2 separate regions of the Triticum aestivum genome follow, and region 2 is linked to region 1. Evidence: chromatin contacts called from public Hi-C data. All regions are on one chromosome and are shown on one strand. Each heading gives the region's core, a stretch centred on a gene start, on an enhancer-like site or on the middle of the called end of the contact. The rest is flanking DNA. Distances are from core to core; before and after follow the strand shown.

Region 1 (6,443 bases), core at 3,275-5,774:
CAAACCTACCATATCACACCTACAAAGTACTTTTAGTTTCATACTTGTTCTAGGTAAAGCAAACGTTAAGCGTGCGTAGAGTTGTATCGGTGGTCGATAGAACTTTAGGGAATATTTGTTCTAACTTTAGCTCCTCATTGGGTTCGACACTCTTACTTATAGAAAGAGGCTACAATTGATCCCGTATACTTGTGGGTTATCAATCATAGTTTAAAGAATTTCTATCAGCATCCAATCATTATGATTTATTCCATCCCTTCAACACTATTTGTCAAAACAAAATCCATGTTAGAAAACTAAATGATGAGATGAAATGAAAATTAGAGAATGATGGATACTTGGAGGGTATGAACCTACCTAGAAACACATATATGTTATAAGTTCATGACTGGTTTTGTTAAAGTTACTACTCTCCTTTCCAAAACATAAGGTGTGATCTTTCATGCACGACTTTGACCATTAATATATACTAAAGTGCATTGATTGAACATGTATAAATGCATCGCCATATTTGTCTTCCAAACTAATTTTAGTTCATATGTCTTTATACTAATTTTTTAGGTATGCAATAAGTAGAAATCATCGTCAAAGTTGTGTGACGAAGACCCAAAAAAGTCAAGCACGCCTTATATTTTGAGAACGAGGGAGTATATTATCTAGAATGCAATTCTACGCTCAAATATACAATTTACATGGATGCCACACAATTGGGAATAACAAAGCCCCTTTAAGAAATAATTTTCAATCCTTTAGCTAATAAATACTAGCTTGATCAAAATTAACTTTATGTTGCAATTCGTAATGCTGTAAATGGTTTTAATCTCGTCTAGGTAACCCAAATAAGTCCACCACAAAAATAATCCACCACCAACAAACAAAAACATAATCGACAACCATCCAACTAAAATATTTAAAGTTTTAGGATTTATGTTACTTTCCGTCAAAGGTTGCACTATAATTCTCATTGTGGTCCTTTTTTTGAAAGATCCAGGCTTGTTGGATTTTCATTGGCTTAGCAGGGGAGAGGTTACAAAAAGGTTGATCAAGTGATCGAAGTCTTTTCGGGGGGGGGGGGGGGAGAGAAGCACGCAGACTTGCTTCCACCCTCCCTACAGAATTACATGGTCGATGTCTCGCGTTATCTCCCCGAAAGGAGGCTAGTCTCCATTGTTCCATATCCCTCCGGCAGGCTGCGATCACGTCGCGTGAGCTCGACGTCTTCCTTCTGAAGGTGCAGTTGTTCCTCTCCTGCCAAATGTGCCAAGCAAGCAGGGCCACCATTGTTTTGACACCCTTTCTTTCCGTCGGTGCCATTGAGTCCATGATCGCGGTGATTGCCTCGGTGGTGGTCGTGCATGCACTCCAGGAAGCAGGGGAGAGCGCAGCGCAGCCACCCCAGGAAGCTGCACTTGCCCAAATTTCTCACGAGGTTTGGCATTCCCACAACAAATGAAAGGAGGACTCCAGATTTCAGTTGCAGAGCTGGCAGAAGTAGGAGCTCTCCCATCCCCTTCGTTGTAGACGATCGTTGCACCACAGCTGGTCGTGGTGAAGCAGCCATAGGAAGAACTTTATCTTCCCTGGTGCCCAAATCTTCCAGACCAGGCGATGCATGCTCTCCCTCGGTTGCTCTGGGAATTGGATGTTGTAAGCTGCCCTTGCTGAGTATTGGCCTCCTGCTTTCCACATGATCTCGTCCTCTACTCCTTCCCACATCTCCAAGTTAGCCTCCCGGATGCGGTTCCGCAGCAGCATGAACCGGGGGATGATCGCCACATTGTGTTGCCGTGCCTGAGGTCGAGGACCCATCTGTCTCCCCGTAGGGCCTCCGCCACCGTGCGGTTCTTTCTGATGGAGTGGTTGTACAACACGGGGAAGGCTTGCCGGAGCGGCTGCTCACCCAACCAGGAGCAGTTCCAGAAGAGAGCTCTGTTGTCGTTTTCGACCACCACCCTTGTTGCCGAGGCGAAGAGCGTCCGGTCCTTGTCGTCGCACGGCGTCCCCGTGCCCACCCACGACCTGCCTAGGTCGTTCCATGCTAGCCAGAGCCATCAGAGGCGGAGGGCGCGCGCGAAGCGTTCCATGTCAGGAATACCAAGGCCGCCGCGGTCCACAGGAGAAGTGACCAGCCACTAGTTCACTTTGCACTTTCCTCCGGTGATCTCCTCATCTTGCGCCCACAGGAACCGTTGCCTTGCCTTGTCGATGTCCTTGTAGACTTTCTTCGGGGCGCGCAGGACAACAAGCGCAAAGGCAGGCAGCGCAGACAGTACGCTCCGAACCAACACTCGACGCCATGTGATTGGCATCAGTCGGCCCTTCCAGGCCGCTAATTCTTGCACGGACATGGTCGATGATGTATTGGATATGCACGAGCCGCAACCTACCGGTGCAGAGAGGGAGGCCGCCTAGGTACCTCATCGGGAAAACTACTCAGTTGCCGCCGAAATTGTGCATGAAGTTCGTGAGGTCTACGCTGTCGCACTTCAGTGTTGCCACTGACGATTTTTGCGGGTTACTACGCAGCCCCGTTGCCTTGCCGAACCCCTCGAGGATCTGCATGAGAGTGTCGACCTCTAATCGCTCCGGGTTGGCGAAGATGATCGTGTCGTCGGCGTAGAGCGTGACTCGTAGGCGTGACTCATTGTGGTGTTAAAGACGACAAATTTGCAATGGCCTAAACCCTAATATTTGGAAGGAAATGTAACTTTGCACGTCAGCACATTTTTATTATATTTGTGCCCAATAATTAACCCTTCAATTTTAGCATGCCAATAATTTGGTCTTTTTTCAATAGTATTTATCTTTTGGCATGACCGATTGATCGTGCTTAAATTGACCAAATCAACTGCAGTTGAACCATCATCCGAAATTTGGCTAGCCAAGTTTTCAATATAGGATTCCTTTAGGCTTAGGCTAAACGGTGGGTACATGTGATGTTCTCCCACGACCGAGAACATGCCGCACAGGCCTAGACTTGCGCCTTGGGGTCCGACAGACCGCATCCTCAGACGAGCTAACAGAAAAATGCTGAAAAAACCTAACAAACCGAGCCCTTGCCATGGCCGCGAACTTGGGCCAAAAACGGCTGCCATGGGAAAAAAAAGGTGACGGCTAGTTTGTTCAACATGTGTTTCATGTGCACATTTAAGAAAATCATGCTGAAGGCAAGTTTGACTTTTAAATCCGTTGGTACCAATGCAACCACAGTTTGATCCCACCATTCAACATTTAGCACATTGCGAATTGCAACATAAAGTGATTTAGGATAGGGATATGCGGCGACCAATTTGGTGCCAACACAAGAGTGGCTGCCAAGCAGGCGGGAATGCAAGCTGCAGAGCTGATGCAAACATTACCCTAATTAAAAACTTAGTTGGCGTGCTGAAGCATTTCATTTGTCTTCTTGGCGCAGAGAATCTGGTGCACGTGATGCCCTCCGCAGTTCCATGCTTTCAGCTGGATTCGTGCAAAGGCAGCTTGCATTGCATTGCATTCCCTAGTGCCACCAGTCGCACCGGCTTATCCATAGCCGGTCGTGTGGTTTTTGGTCTCTGGCGATCGGCTGACTGAGTCATCAACTGACAGGGAGCACAATTTCGTGTGTTTCCAAATCCAAACTGAAGCCTTCGCTCGCTGTCTGCCTGCTGTTGCAATGGCCTAGAGGTGAGACATCGTTTGAGGTTGTGGTCCATTGACCATCTGTTCCATGCAGCTCAGCTCACGGCTCACTCGCATTCAGTGAATTGTGATAGTGGTACCTGCCAACTCTGCCTCGCCGTGGTTAAATAGTGGTACCTACCACCACGATCCGGATTGCCTCGGCGGCAAATCGTCAACAGCTCCGCAGGCGATTTTCGAAATCGAAAGGCCCCCTCTCGTCATTCAACCCCTTGCATTCACCGCACGTAGTACGTACTGGTTTGCTACTTCAATCGTGTCCTACATCTTGCTCTGTAGCTGTACCGAAGGCGCCGATCCGGCAAATGGGCAGACAAAATTACGACCCAAACACACGAATGGTTGCACACACGTCACGGTAAAACAAACAATGTGATCGGTTGATCATCGACGCACGAGTGCATCACAGAGTGGCGCTCTGCCGAATCTGCGCGCAAGTCCGGGAGATTGCTTCCTGCAGCGCAACAGGCGTGGCGTCTGCGTCTGCACGCATGTCCCGGGGCCCGGACAGTAGATCGAGTGGTCAAGGTCCGGTGCGGCGCGAGCGTACGTGCGAGCAGCGCGACTGCGCCGTCCTCCCCGTCGCCGCGCCGAGGCAGGCGCTTCGACGGACGATGGATGGATGGATTTGATGGGGGCAGGTGGCAGCAGCGCCCGTGCGCGCGCGCGCGCGCGCTGACGCCCGCCCATGACCTGTCCCGGGGCGCTTGTCCGCGCTCGCTTGTCGCGGGCGACGCGGGCGGGCGGTGCTCCAAGTGGACGCGGCGGGGGAGGGCTTCCGGCCGGGCCGGTGGGTCATCACCCCGGGCCCTGGGGTTGGTTCGTCACGGTGGTACGTACGTCGGGTGAATGGGTCACAGTCCGGAGCTCCGGATTCCAAGTCCAGGCTGCCGCGGGAGAACCGCGGTGCATTTGCGTGAACCGCGCGCACTGCACGGGTGCTTTCTCTATCGTGGCGTATGCCTGAGAAATTTAGAATTTCGCGCGCAGCTGTCGAGTACCGGTTGAGATCAGTTCTGGGGTCAACTTGCAAGCAGGGAGCTGGTGGGTTACCAAACCAACTACAATGACAGCTATTATTCTGGGAAAGAGGGGAGACGGTTTTTCGGACCTAGGTACATTGAACGCAGTATATACAACTTGCCAAAAATAATATAGCTCGTTGATGGACGAGCACTCCCCGGAGAGGCGGGAGGCCTGCGGGTACACGTGGAAGCCGGGCATCGGGTTGCAAGCCGACACGCGGAGCGAGTCGGGCAGCACCATCCGAGAAAACGCCGATGAGCCGGTGCTGGCCGCGGCGACGACAGCGTTGAGGAGGCTGTGCTGGCTAGGGTTTAGCCCTAGCATGTAGAGCGCCTCCCTCGTTAAGGCGGCGACGCGGGCGGTGGTGTCCTCCTGCTGCGCGGCGGCCTCATCCCTTGCGTCCGCGGCGTGCCTCCGGTCCTTCCTCTTGGCCGACTCCCTTGCCCTCTGTGTGGGCGTCAGCGGCTTTTTTGGCTTGGCCGCGGCGGCGGTCTTGCGCGCGGCACGAGACTTGCCTTTCCCGGAGGGGGCGGCGGCGCCGGACGAGGCGAGGGAGGCGAGGCCGGCGGCGGCGTCGAGGTCGATGGCGTCGTCCATGGCGGGTGTGGGGCGGGAGCGCGCGGGCGGGAGGTGTTTTGGGGGAAATGGAGGAAAATGATGGTGGCTGCCACCGACCGGCGGGCCCGGGGAGAGGAGTAGGCGCGCGCGTGCGTCCGTCTCGTGTCCGCGCCGACGCAAATCCGGCTCAAAATTGGGCCGGGAATGGGTCGCCATGCGGACACCAAGCGGACGCCTTTTCTGTCCGCGCCGACCCAAACGGACGCCAGCGGATGAAATGGGTCGCCCCATTGGAGTTGCTTTCATGCACATAGGTATAGGTATAGATTTAGCAAACCCATTTTGTAAAATAATATGACCATTTATGATTTAAGTAAAAGAGAAGATAACAGTGTAGCTTTAAATTTCAAAACATAAATGGTAGCATTCTCAATTTATCAGTTCCAAACAGCTCGCAATTCATCATATTAGAGCATCTACGCCATGTATCTCCATATCCCATCAAACGTTCGGGCGGCCTGTCCGATCATTGCTTGGACAGGAAAAAAAATCCAACCAACTGGAGCACTTATACTCAGCCCAAATGTCTAGGCTGACCCGACACCTCCATATTCAATCCATATCTAGAACAGATATGGGGAGGCCGGGATGCGTCTGCCACATCAGACTAACTGCAGGAGACTGTCTTGAATCTCTTGAAGACATCGCGACTTGCTCTCTTCCTCTTATTTTTTTTGCCTCGTCCGCACAACCACCATTGGACCTCCGCCGGCCCGAACCCACAATGCTGCCGGCTGTGCCGCCACCGAATGTCGCCCTGGTACATGCAACTCCTCTGATTGGGTGAACAAACCCGCTGATTCAAAGAAAAATTGTAACATTTTGTAATTCGGAATGGAAGGAGTATATTTTAGTTTAATTTTGTGCATATCACCTAATGTCTTCTTAAGCAACCTTTCCAATTGTCTTAGTGTACGACGGGGACACGAGTAAAAAATGTGTACAACGGTCGTCGGGGATGAAATTGCCCATGCGCCATGAAAAACAAAGCAAAACCATGGGCACGCCACCAGCGGCGACACGGACCAAAAAAGTGTACGACAAAGACACAGGCGAAAAACGCGTACGAGGAGTGTCGAGGACAAAACTGATTGTAACTGTGTATTTGTTTGGTATAA
Region 2 (5,783 bases), core at 2,435-4,934, 410 kb before region 1:
CTGCAAAAGGGCATACACGTTCTAGTAGTTCAACGTCAACCATGTCTAACATATCATTTAACATTTAGAATCCCCATGCACAGGCAACATAGTCGACTATTTTTTACCGCTAAATCACTCTATGACCCACTATCTCAGCAATTATCAACACTAGCATGGAGATATTTGTTGAGTCTTTTAGTAAAAGGAAAGGAAAAGCAGAGTGTAGAGTGGTGTTTAATTCTATCCTACTTCTTGGCTTTTTAATTATCTACTCCCTCCATAAATAAATACAAGAGCGTTTAAATCACTAAAATAGTGATCTAAATGCTCCTATATTTCTTTAAAGAGGGAGTATTTGGCATACCATATAAAGTTGTTTCAGGAAGCTAAAACTTCAAAAAAAGGGTGTTCAATCACCAATCATATGCTTTACAATTATCTTTTTGTGCACACAAAATCCCAATTAACTATTATAAGGCTTTGCAATTATATACACACAAAAGCTGACTTAATTGGTTATTATTCTATACAATTTCCTCCAAAAACATAAGGGAAAGAAAGAAAGAAATGATCAAACCACATTGTGGCAGGTAAGGCTTGGTTTCCATTGGACCTGCATATTCTCCACCCACGCCAAGAATCTGTAAACCTTTCCAAATAAACAAATAGACTAATGAGTATGTATTGTGCTTTTATATAAAAAATATATACAATATCGCCTGTTGTGCATGTAGAATCTAAAGATATAGCCTACCCATGGCGAGCGTTGATCCATCGGAATTTGTATGCCCCCGTTACCCCCCCCCCCCCCCCCCGGAACGAAATTTCCACACGATTTATTCTACCACGCACATGCAAAATCCACGTCGCACATCCTTCTTTCTCGGTGCTGAGGCGACAGTGCGAGAGGTTGTCAAGGAGAGGAGGTGGGGCGCGCCGTGGCAGGGAGAGGAGGGGCGGGCGACGCCGTGGAGGCGAGGGGAGGCGGTGGGCAGACCAGGGGCGGGGTTTGCCATGTCATGGAGGGAAGGTGTTGTGGAGAGATGGTTGCGGCGACACCGTGATGGGGAGATGAGATGCGGCGACACCCGCTTGCTGGTTGGTTGTGAGGAGAGAGGGAAGGCCGCCGTGATGTGAGTGAGTGAGAGGAGTGGTTGTTTTTCTTCCTCAAGAGAAGGTCAAAGTTTTTTTTTCTTAAAGAAAAGGAGAAAGAGAAGCTGCTATCCGGTGACATAAATTTCCTAACAGGTCATTTTTAGAGAAAATACCAACCAAAGTGATCGGTATGTAGCCTACAATTTATAGCTCACGAAAATTGGAATGCCGCTCACATTTTACCATGCAAATGAAGCTAAAGACAACATTCCTCACATTACATGGAAATATCTTTATAAGCAATAAGTAGATCTTAATTTGTACTCCCTCCGTCCGAAAATACTTGTCATCAAAATGGATAAAATGGGATGTATCTAGACATATTTTAGTTCTAGATACATCTCTATTCATCCATTTTGATGACAAGTATTTTCGGACGGAGGGAGTAACTGCTAATTAGTTGGATCCTTGCTCTCTATGTACACATCGTTCTATTAGATTTTTTATCAACTTACATCACAATCTTTGAACGTTACGGGCTATCATTTTTATACATGCAGTATGTTTATACTCCTATATGCAACCGGCAAAATATATATCCATGGCCCATGGCAATGCACTGGCGTTCGTGGTTAAAAAGCAATAAGTAGATCTTAGTATTTTTTATTTTAAAGTTTAACAATTTTTTCATCTTTGAACTTCGTGGTTACACATGAATCACTAACGCATTCAAAGATTGTGATTGTGAAATCGGTCAAATTATCCACATTTTGTTACTGCCATGTACTGATGTACATTGTCAACCCTAAAAATGCAGAACACACTTTGATCAGGTTTCTGTGTTGGCCGAACCATAATAGCACATGGATCAGATCTCTTAATTAACCTCAAGAGGGGTCGATGTACTGCACAAAGAGGGTAATATTCCTCTCTTCATCAACTGTTTGTTCTTTTAAGATGAAACAAGCAAAATGATACATCGGTCCCATCAATAGAAATAGAATGAAACCCAAGACAGCAGTGTAAAAACACATATTGCAAGAAAATATGATGCCTTAGTTTCTCTTTATATACTGGATTAAACCGTGGATACGATCGGTTTAATCCCAGAAGCTCCTCCCTTAATTAGTCCGATTTAATTCTTATGCCTTATCTCGATTCCCTGCATGATGAGACCGCCCTTACCGTTCAAACGTTTCGTCTCCGCCAGGCCGAAGGAAACGTCGCCATCTTCATCCCCCTCACAGACAAACTCTCCTAGCTCCAGCTCCATCCAACCATCACCCCTTTCACGAGGGAGCACTACATCCTCTGCATGGCTTCTTTGCGGGTTAGGTTGGAGGCAGACCTTGCGGGCAAGGTCGGTGCCTCCAATGCTCACTGATGCATCGGCCGGCCAATCCAGCCCGTAGGACTCGTCGTCCAACTTGTACACCATGTAAGTGGCGTAAGCTGAGCCTCGGGATAGCAACTTGCTGTGTATCTTGCCGTGGATTTCCAACCAGCAAACGAACCTGAGTTGAGCACTCTCAGGGAACCTGGAGTCAAACGCAGGGTTAAGATTCGTAACCAGATGAAAACCAAACAATATCATAAGTTGCAGAAAACCATCTAGCATCGCGCGTTGCAAAATACTTCCTCTGATCCTAAATATAGCCTTTTTAGAGATTCCAATACAGACTACATATAGAGTAAAATGAGTGAATCTACACTCAGAAATATGTCTATATACATCCGTATGTTAGTCCATATTGAAATCTATAAAAGTCTTATATTTAGAAATGGAGGGAGTACTCAACAGGGCAAATTAAATTGCAAACTTTGCTGAACTCGCTGCTAGTTTTTTCATGGCTACTGAATATTCTGGGTTTTGGCCCTCGTGGCAGTTTCATATACTATCTACTACCCTGCATCCTAGCACTTCCACTTGCAATTATAAGCACTATCAAAATTAATGATTGCAACAGAATCTAGCTGCAAGGAAAGACCAAAGGAGGATGGCAAGAAACCTCGAGTCGGTGAGATGGATCCAGGACCAGTAGCGCGGCGTGTCGCGCCACGCGATGGACAGGTCCCTCGCCGGCACCATGTAGCACTTGGCGCCGCTCGCCCTGTCCAGCCACATGCTCTGCACCATGGCGCCACTTTGAGTTGATTGGCTAGCGGTCAACCAAATTTGTTCCAGGGGTTAGTTGTATGTGTATATACATACCAGTCCGCCTGGGAGGAGGACGGGGCTGCCGGAGAGGCGGAGGAACAGGTCCTTCTTCCCGCGCGGCGGCGGCGGAAGCAGCTCTCCGTCGGCCAGCGGCGGGAGGGCGGCGGGCGGCGGCAGGAAGCAGGCCCAGACGGCGTCGGAGTCGGCGGCGGCGCGGAACGCCGGGGAGACCGCGGTGGCGCGGCAGGCGTCGCGCGGCGACGTGCGGGAGAGCGCCGCCGACAGGATCTCCTCCGGCAGGCGCGCGATCTCGCACTGGCCGGGCTCCATCGGCTCCTCCGCCTCCGCGGCCTGGCTGTGTTCGATCTGGCGACGAAACACTCGGAGGAAATTGATTTGATTGATTGATTCGGGGCGAAGCAAGCTAAGCAAGTTACTTATTTTGAACAAGTGGAGCCCAGTCGCCTTGGTACAGACTACAGACAACATCACACGTGGATGCAGACTCAGTTGACTGAATTTGAAGCTGAACCTGGGCCCTGCGACTGCGAGGCCAGCCCGGGCTGAGTCCATCCATCGTAGGTATTTCGGGTATTCGGAGAAGTATACGGGTATTCGGCTACATATTTGTATAGTCGTCGCGGCCACCCTGTACTGTTGTACTACATGCCATCGGAAGAAAAAAAAACTTAGGGCATGTTTTGTTTGCAGTATAGGTTGTCACACCAAATTTTAGTTGTGTCACAACATTTTAGCCGTGTTTGATTCATTGGCACACTTGTGTGTTTAGTCATACTTTTTTAGCTACATGGCCACATGTTATAGGCTTAATTTTTTGACAAATTTTACCACACTTGTGGTGACAATTTTATTTTTTCTCGAATACGCACGAGTGTGTGTATCATATACTCCCGCCGTTCCTAAATATAAGTCTTTCTAGAGATTTCACTAGGTGGACTACATACAGAGCAAAATGAATGAATCTACACTTAAAATGCATCTATATACATCCGTATGTGGTTCATAGTGAAATCTCTACAAAGACTTATATTTAGAAACGGAGGGAGTATTAAAGAAGAAAGGGGGGAGAGCCCTCCACGGTTACATTATATAATCACCGGCGTTTCGCCGCCATCCGCCTAAGCACTAAATCGACTACTCGCCATGTGCCTGTTGGAAATATGCCCTAGAGGCAATAATAAATGGTTATTATTATATTTCTTTGTTCATGATAATTGTCTATTATTCATGCTATAATTGTATTGTCCGGAAATCGTAATACATGTGTGAATACATAGACCACAACGTGTCCCTAGTAAGCCTCTAGTTGACTAGCTCGTTGATCAACAGATAGTCATGGTTTCCTGACTATGGACATTGGATGTCATTGATAACGGGATCACATCATTAGGAGAATGATGTGATGGACAAGACCCAATCCTAAGCACAGCATAAAAGATCGTGTAGTTTCGTTTGCTAGAGCTTTTCCAATGTCAAGTATCTTTTCCTTAGACCATGAGATCGTGCAACTCCCGGATACCGTAGGAGTGCTTTGGGTGTGCCAAACGTCACAACGTAACTGGGTGACTATAAAGGTGCACTACGGGTATCTCCGAAAGTGTCTGTTGGGTTGGCACGGATCGAGACTGGGATTTGTCACTCCGTGTGACGGAGAGGTATCTCTGGGCCCACTCGGTAATGCATCATCATAATGAGCTCAATGTGACTAAGGCGTTAGTCACGGGATCGTGCATTGCGGTACGAGTAAAGAGACTTGCCGGTAACGAGATTGAACAAGGTATTGGGATACCGACGATCGAATCTCGGGCAAGTAACATACCGATTGACAAAGGGAATTGTATACGGGATTGATTGAATCCTCGACACCGTGGTTCATCCGATGAGATCATCGTGGAACATGTGGGAGCCAACATGGGTATCCAGATCCCGCTGTTGGTTATTGACCGGAGAGGCGTCTCGGTCATGTCTGCATGTCTCCCGAACCCGTAGGGTCTACACACTTAAGGTTCGGTGACGCTAGGGTTGTAGAGATATATGTATGCGGAAACCCGAAAGTCGTTCGGAGTCCCGGATGAGATCCCGGACGTCACGAGAGGTTCCGGAATGGTCCGGAGGTGAAGAATTATATATAGGAAGTCCAGTTTCGGCCACCGAAAAAGTTTCGGGGGTTACAGGTATTGTACTGGGACCACCGGAAGGGTCCCGGGGGTCCACCGGGTGGGGCCACCTATCCCGGAGGGCCCCGTGGGCTGAAAGTGGAAGGGAACCAGCCCTTAGTGGGCTGGGGCGCCCCCCTTGGGCCTCCCCCCATGCGCCTAGGGTTGGGAACCCTAGGGGGGAGTTCCCCCTTGCCTTGGGGGGCAAGGCAACCCCTTTCCCCCTTGTGGCCGCCCCCCCCCCCCCTTGAGATCCCATCTCTTGGGGCCGGCGCCCCCCCAGGGGGCCTATATAAAGGGGGGGAGGGAGGGCAGCACACCACAGCCTTGGGCGCCTCCCTCCTCCCCTGCAACACCTCTCTCTCTCTCTC

Evidence for each region. A called contact is a pair of places that touch in the nucleus more often than the background predicts.
Region 2: a Hi-C map of leaf shows a contact between it and region 1, with 2.9 times the contacts expected there. The contact joins the promoter of LOC123100207 here to the enhancer-like site in region 1. A contact is called at or near these places in 3 of 5 Hi-C or Micro-C datasets (all in leaf).

The regions. Positions count from the first base shown.
Region 1 is chr4D:432,766,877-432,773,319 of IWGSC CS RefSeq v2.1, reverse strand. No RefSeq gene overlaps it. Among protein-coding and RNA genes, the nearest start is that of LOC123100939, 4.8 kb to the right of the region's middle. Within about 2 kb of position 4,524, at least 5 of the 8 cell types and tissues checked have an H3K27ac peak or open chromatin away from gene starts, as enhancers often do. A contact at or near this core is called in leaf, where this site is marked.
Region 2 is chr4D:433,175,189-433,180,971 of IWGSC CS RefSeq v2.1, reverse strand. It overlaps LOC123100207 (F-box protein PP2-B10), which reads right to left and starts at 3,684. Exons shown (of 3, transcript XM_044522169.1): 1 at 3,290-3,684; 2 at 3,087-3,205; 3 at 1,918-2,615. The coding sequence starts at 3,565. The coding sequence ends at 2,213.